Regions from separate parts of the Mus musculus genome. Here region 2 is linked to region 1. The links are chromatin contacts, called in public HiChIP or PLAC-seq maps. All regions are on one chromosome and are shown on one strand. Each heading gives the region's core, a stretch centred on a gene start, on an enhancer-like site or on the middle of the called end of the contact. The rest is flanking DNA. Distances are from core to core; before and after follow the strand shown.

The links. HiChIP or PLAC-seq counts read pairs in DNA pulled down with a chosen protein or histone mark.
Region 2: a contact with region 1 is called in an H3K27ac HiChIP or PLAC-seq map of bone marrow-derived dendritic cells, with 3 times the contacts expected there. The contact joins the promoter of Prkcd here to the promoter of Mustn1 in region 1. A contact is called at or near these places in 6 of 39 promoter capture datasets (embryonic stem cells, neural stem cells, pre-B cells and 1 more), 6 of 115 datasets of contacts at active chromatin or transcription factors (the SCID.adh cell line, bone marrow-derived dendritic cells, bone marrow-derived macrophages and 3 more) and 2 of 9 other capture datasets (adipose tissue and liver).

Annotation. Positions count from the first base shown.
Region 1 is chr14:30,877,957-30,880,656 of GRCm38.p6, forward strand. It overlaps Mustn1 (musculoskeletal, embryonic nuclear protein 1), which reads left to right and starts at 1,301. Exons shown (of 3, transcript NM_181390.3): 1 at 1,301-1,659; 2 at 2,661-2,700. The coding sequence starts at 1,651.
Region 2 is chr14:30,624,955-30,627,654 of GRCm38.p6, forward strand. Prkcd (protein kinase C, delta) reads right to left here and starts at 1,254. Exons shown (of 18, transcript NM_011103.3): 1 at 1,026-1,254.

The DNA of each region.
Region 1 (2,700 bases), core at 51-2,550:
CTATGAGTGACTTCAGCTGCCAATCAAGGCTGTGTACGCAGTCATGAGTCACAGAAACCATCCCACCTCAGCTGCCAGTGACACTTAAGCATGGTGTCATGCATGGGTCACAAAACCACATTTTTTAGATGAAAGAGAAGATGGTGTACTTCCATTGTAAACTGGTTTACAGTAAATTTTCACATCTTATTATATAAAAGAAGAAAAAGGAGGAAAAAACCCAGCACTTTTGTGGTCGTTGGTTGTGTGCCCTGTGCCCTGTAACTCACAACCAACTCAACGGGTTAATAAACCTGATGGCTTGGCTGCAGTGGGCTCAGAGTCTGCGATGAAAGGAGCCTAGCGTGGTCTAGCCATCATCCTGATGAGCCTAACCCGCTTTTCCTCCTGGGTCGTGAGAGCTGGGCATCCCTTATCCTTGTCCTAGTCAGCCAGCTGTGGGTACTCCTCACAAGGCATGGCCTGGCCTCCCCTTGGAATCATGGGTATTGCTCAGGTCCCTGCGTATAGACCTGATGGTGCACACACTGACCTACTGGGAGCCAGGCCCAGAACCAAGAATGGGATAGAGTTCGAGGCACAACAGCTATGGAATGACATTTAGGATGACTGTTAGTGCCTGGTTGAATTTCATCTGCCTGGTGCCTTCAGGGATAAACACAATGTCCATTGTAGACGGGAGGGAGTGGAGAGAAGTCTAAGACAAACCTCCAACCCACATCTACCACAGCCCACCTCAGGCTTAGGGTCCCTGCATTGCCACCAGTGATCTTTCCATGCAAAGATGAAGTTAGTGGTGGGTGCTAAATGATTTTCCAAGGGAGCTCTACTCTTTACTACAGCTTAATAGCTGAAGTGGCATTCACCCCAGCCCTCTAAAGTCCTGCCAGCCAGCTTCCAAGTGTCCATCTTAGACAGAAGCCCTCTATAGGCCTTTACTAGCAAGCATGGTCTCCTCCGGGCCTATACTGTACCTTGCTTTGTCTCTTTATTAAACTTGTCCCAGGGCTGGCTAGAGGACCAGGACACCAACAAGACTGTGATATGGCAGCTCCACAGGGTCTCGGCCTTCCTGGCTACTCACTCTGAGTTGGCTGTGCTCACCATGAGGAAGTGTTTCCAAGCAACAGAAAGGAAGTTTCTCCCCTGCTAATGTGCTGGGATGGAAAATCTATTTCCAGTGGAATCCAGGAGTAGAAGAGAAAGCTAAACAAACTCAGAGCATCCACCCTTGTTCAGGGCCCTCCCTCTCCTCAGAGACTTCCCCTCCCACCCCTGCCACTGGGATGGGTTCTTGCAGTCAGCCTGGGCAGGCTGTCTCACACATTCCAGGGTTCACATTCATAAACACAGTCTGTGAACAACAGTGCCAACACCTCCCACCGTCGAGTAAGCAGCTGTCCCCAGAGATGCGGGGTCCCCGCGGCCATCTCCTCTCACCAGGGCAGCTGCCCATCATCGCCAAGAATAAACTCCAGCTAGTCGCTGCGTGGATCTGAATCATCTGAGAGCTTCCAAAGGAGGGGAGTGACTACCCAGGACGCACAAGCAGACTATATAAGTTCCCAAGGGTTGGGCCTCACGCAGATCCTTTCCTGTGGCTACTGCCTGCCAGAGAGCTACCAACAGCGAGCTTGCTTGGCATCCAACATGTCCGAGGTAAGGAGGCCCAGAAGGGACTAGTTGGTGCCAAGGAAGTTGCGAGGGCAAGGCTGGACACTAAGTAGTAGTGCCTGCTCTGAAGTAAAAGCCAAAGCTAAACAGAAGCACCGTGGCCCTTCCAGGCTGGCCTCTGGACACCCTGGGTCTCACCAGGCTCTGGTGAAAGGCCTTGACACTTCAGGCGTGTGAGGGGTTGGAGGTGGGGAGTGCCTATATAGAACTGTGCGCCTTTGTATGGAGATGAGGGAGCTAGCCTTGCTGGCTTAGTGTGTCCTGATGTGTACACATTTGTAATCTGGAGGAAGGATGAGGGGCGGAGACTGTACCTATAGATCTGTCTGTCTCCCTGTGAGGGTGTGTCTGCAGGCCTGCGTTTCCCTGGGAGCTCAGCCCAGGCTGAGTGAGGGAATCCTTGCACCTGCCTGCAGGGCTTAAGAAGGAATCAGGTGTCAGCCTCACAGGCGCCCGCCCGGGTGGTAGAGAAGGGTGAGCACTAAATCTGGCTTTCCCGGCTCTACTGGGCAAGAACAACAAGGTCATCCTTGCTCCTTTCTCCATGGCTGTCTACCCCGATCCCTCCCCAAACACAGTAAACATCAGTGGTTTTGTTTTAGGGAAAGGGGGGAGGGGCAGTCTTACGGACTTCACCACCTCTGTGAACAGATCTTAGAATTCCTGAGATTACCAAGGGCTCCTCAGTCTTAGAGTTCATCTTTTTGCTCTCCGCCCTTGTGTCCAGTCCTGAACTCGGCCTGACAAACAGGCCAGTGTGAGGATGCAGTGGTCACCACCCCCAGGAGTTCCCTCCCTGTCTGTGGGGAAAGGTCAGATGTCCAAGTCAGGCTAAGAAGGCAGGGAGGTGGCGGGGAACTTGCAGTTGGGAGAGGAGTGAGCTTTGAATCGGCTTAATTCGGAAGCCTGGGAAGGAGGAGCCCCCGCCAAAGTTGGGGGGTCTTCATCTCAAGGCATTGAATTGTAAGGCTCTCGACTTTTCCAAGGCTGGCACTCCTGAAGGCCCCATCAAGAAGAAGCGGCCCC
Region 2 (2,700 bases), core at 4-2,503, 250 kb before region 1:
CAGAAGCCAGACTCCTCCGAGGGCCCAGGGTAGCGGCCAAAGGAAAAAGGGATCTCCCCCACTCAGTCTAAGTCCTCCAGGTTTGAGTGGGGTGCTGAGTGAGGCTCCCTTCTCTCCCCTCCCCTGTATAAGAGAGTTGGGGAAGTGGGAGCAGTTGTGATGGTGCTCCCTCTCCACTGCCAGCCGGCAGGGCAGAGCACTCCCGTCACTGCTGTCCTCATCACCTTACTGGGCCCCCAGAGGGGGTGGCGTCTCTCCAGTGGGACAGAGACTGACAGCACCAGGCAGAGACCACCCGGAGAAGGGACACGGGGGATCAGAGAGGACAGGGGAATGGTGGAGGCTGGAGCCACGCCCAGCTCAGAGACAGATGGAAAGCCAAGAAAGACACCGAGACTGAAAGAAGAGATAGGGCAAGGAGGCGGCGCCGTGAGAGTCCGCCCGCCTGGGACCCAAGCACTGGAGGCTAGGGAGACAGGCGGCCCGCCCTCCGCCCGGTGGTGAAAAGGACCGGAGACTGGACTGGCAGGGGCAGGCGAGCGTGGGCTGGGGGTGCGGCTCTGGGAGGACTGGGTCGAGGGGACGGCGGATCTGGTGGGGGTGGGGAGACGGAGTACACGGACGGCGAGGGGCAAACAGACCTGGCCTGGGAGCAGAGGACCAGGCAAGAGGGGGTGGGGACCGACGAATGTGCAGAGTCCCCTGAGAGATTTGAGAAGATCGGACGGTCCCTCGGCGGGGATAAAGACACACAGGGGTGGAGTAGGGGGTTAAAGATGCTGGGAGTAGTCGGGCCTGGGCTCCAGCCGTCGAAGAGAGGGTCAGACCGACCAGGGTATGGAGGCACCGGCGGGTCTCCGTGCTCGGCGGGACTTTGGCTGCTCCTGGCTCAGTTTCTCAGTTTCAGAACCAGGAGCCAGAGAAGAAAGCGGGGAATGGAGACTACGGGCGAGGAAAAGGGGGAGAAAGGCCGCTGCGCCCTCGAGTTAACTCGGACCCCGCGCCCGGGCCCAGCTCTCACTCACCTCCCGACGCAGGGCCAGGCGCCAGGGGTCCCGGCGAGCCGGGGTCCGTCTCGTGGCGCGGCTCTCCCGGATGCGCGTGGACGGGGAGGTAGGCACAAGTCTGATCCGGACGGGTCCGGAGGCCAGTGGGGACCTCCCGGGTCCCGGCTCGAAGGGTAGATGTCCACGGGCCGCTCGCGGGATCCCCGCGGCCGCCGCCTCCTGCTCTGGCGCCGCGGCACACGGAAGTGCAAAGGGGAGGGGCTGCGCGACCTCACCCAGGTGCCGGCCCCGGTCCCGCCCCCACTCAGGACCCGCCCCACGGGCGCCCGCCCCTTCGAAGCTCCGCCCACGTGAGCTGGGGGTCCAGCGCGTCTCAGCCTCTTTGAGTTGCAAGTCCTTGGGTCCCCAGATCTGTTAGCCGTCTCTGGCTCTTGTGGCGCCTCGCCTGCCAGTGGCACGCAGGCCATCCCATCTCAGGGGACTAATTTATAGAGGAGGACTCCGAGGCCAAGTTGGGGGGTGGGGTTGAGCACTGCACACACAATGGAGCCCAGGAGGCACCGACGGGGCTTCCCCAACTACTTGCGCCCACACCCGGGACTCCCCACTGGCCAGCTGGCCCGCCTTGCCTGGCCTCATTCCTCTTCCTGCTGGCTTGAGCAGAGCCACGCCGCCAGGCCTGCCGGTTCCAGTCCTGCCCGAGAGAAGGAGCTGGGAGGTCTCCAGGGCGAGAGGTTCTAGCCAGTTTGTCTCAGCACTGCTCCTCAGACAATTGTGGGAATTGCCTCTGCCCCCATCTCACTGTCTTTCCTGAGCCCACGGTTCAGAGCTCCCCTTGCTCAGTCAAGCTCATAAGAGGGATTTGATTGTCAGCTGTAACTCATTCACTCATTAAGGGTCCCCTGGGCCCAAAGTCTGAGCACCAAATGGGAGCCAGGGACTCCATTTTTCTGTCCCCAAAGCCCAGAACACTAAGCTGTTACATTATACTTACCCAAAGAAATGACTTCCTGGGCTGGGCAGATGATCGTTTTTTCTAGCACGCAGAGAGCGCTGTGTTTGACCCCCACCACAGAGTAAACCACAGATGGAGGCTCAGAATAATACTCCAGTGCTCAGGGGGAGAAAGCAGGAGAATAGAGTGTGGACGCCAGCCTGTTCATGAGAGACCTTGTCTCAACAAAACCAAACAAACGAGAACTCTTCCTGGGAGGATACAAGAGGGTTCTAATAGCCCAAGATACCTAAGTTCCTTCTGGAAAACTACCTAGAAGGAATAGAAGTCTAGACAGCTCTTTGCCGACTGAGATCAAGAGAAGTGCTGCTGCAGGGGCTGGTGAGATGGCTCAGTGGGTAAGAGCACCCGACTGCTCTTCCGAAGGTCAGGAGTTCAAATCCCAGCAACCACATGGTGGCTCACAACCATCCTTAACGAGATCTGACTCCCTCTTCTGGAGTGTCTGAGGACAGCTACAGTGTACTTACATATAATAAATAAAAAAATAAAAAAAATAAAAAGAGAAGTGCTGCCCCACCCGTGGAGGCTTGAAACTTCCAGGGATGGGGGACCCTGGCAGAGATGTGGGGCTCCAAACCTTATTTTAAATGTACATTGGGGATTGAGCTAGAGAGAGGAAACCACAATGACTCGTCCCTTCTGTAGAAAGAGGAAGGCTGCTGCTTCCCTCTACCC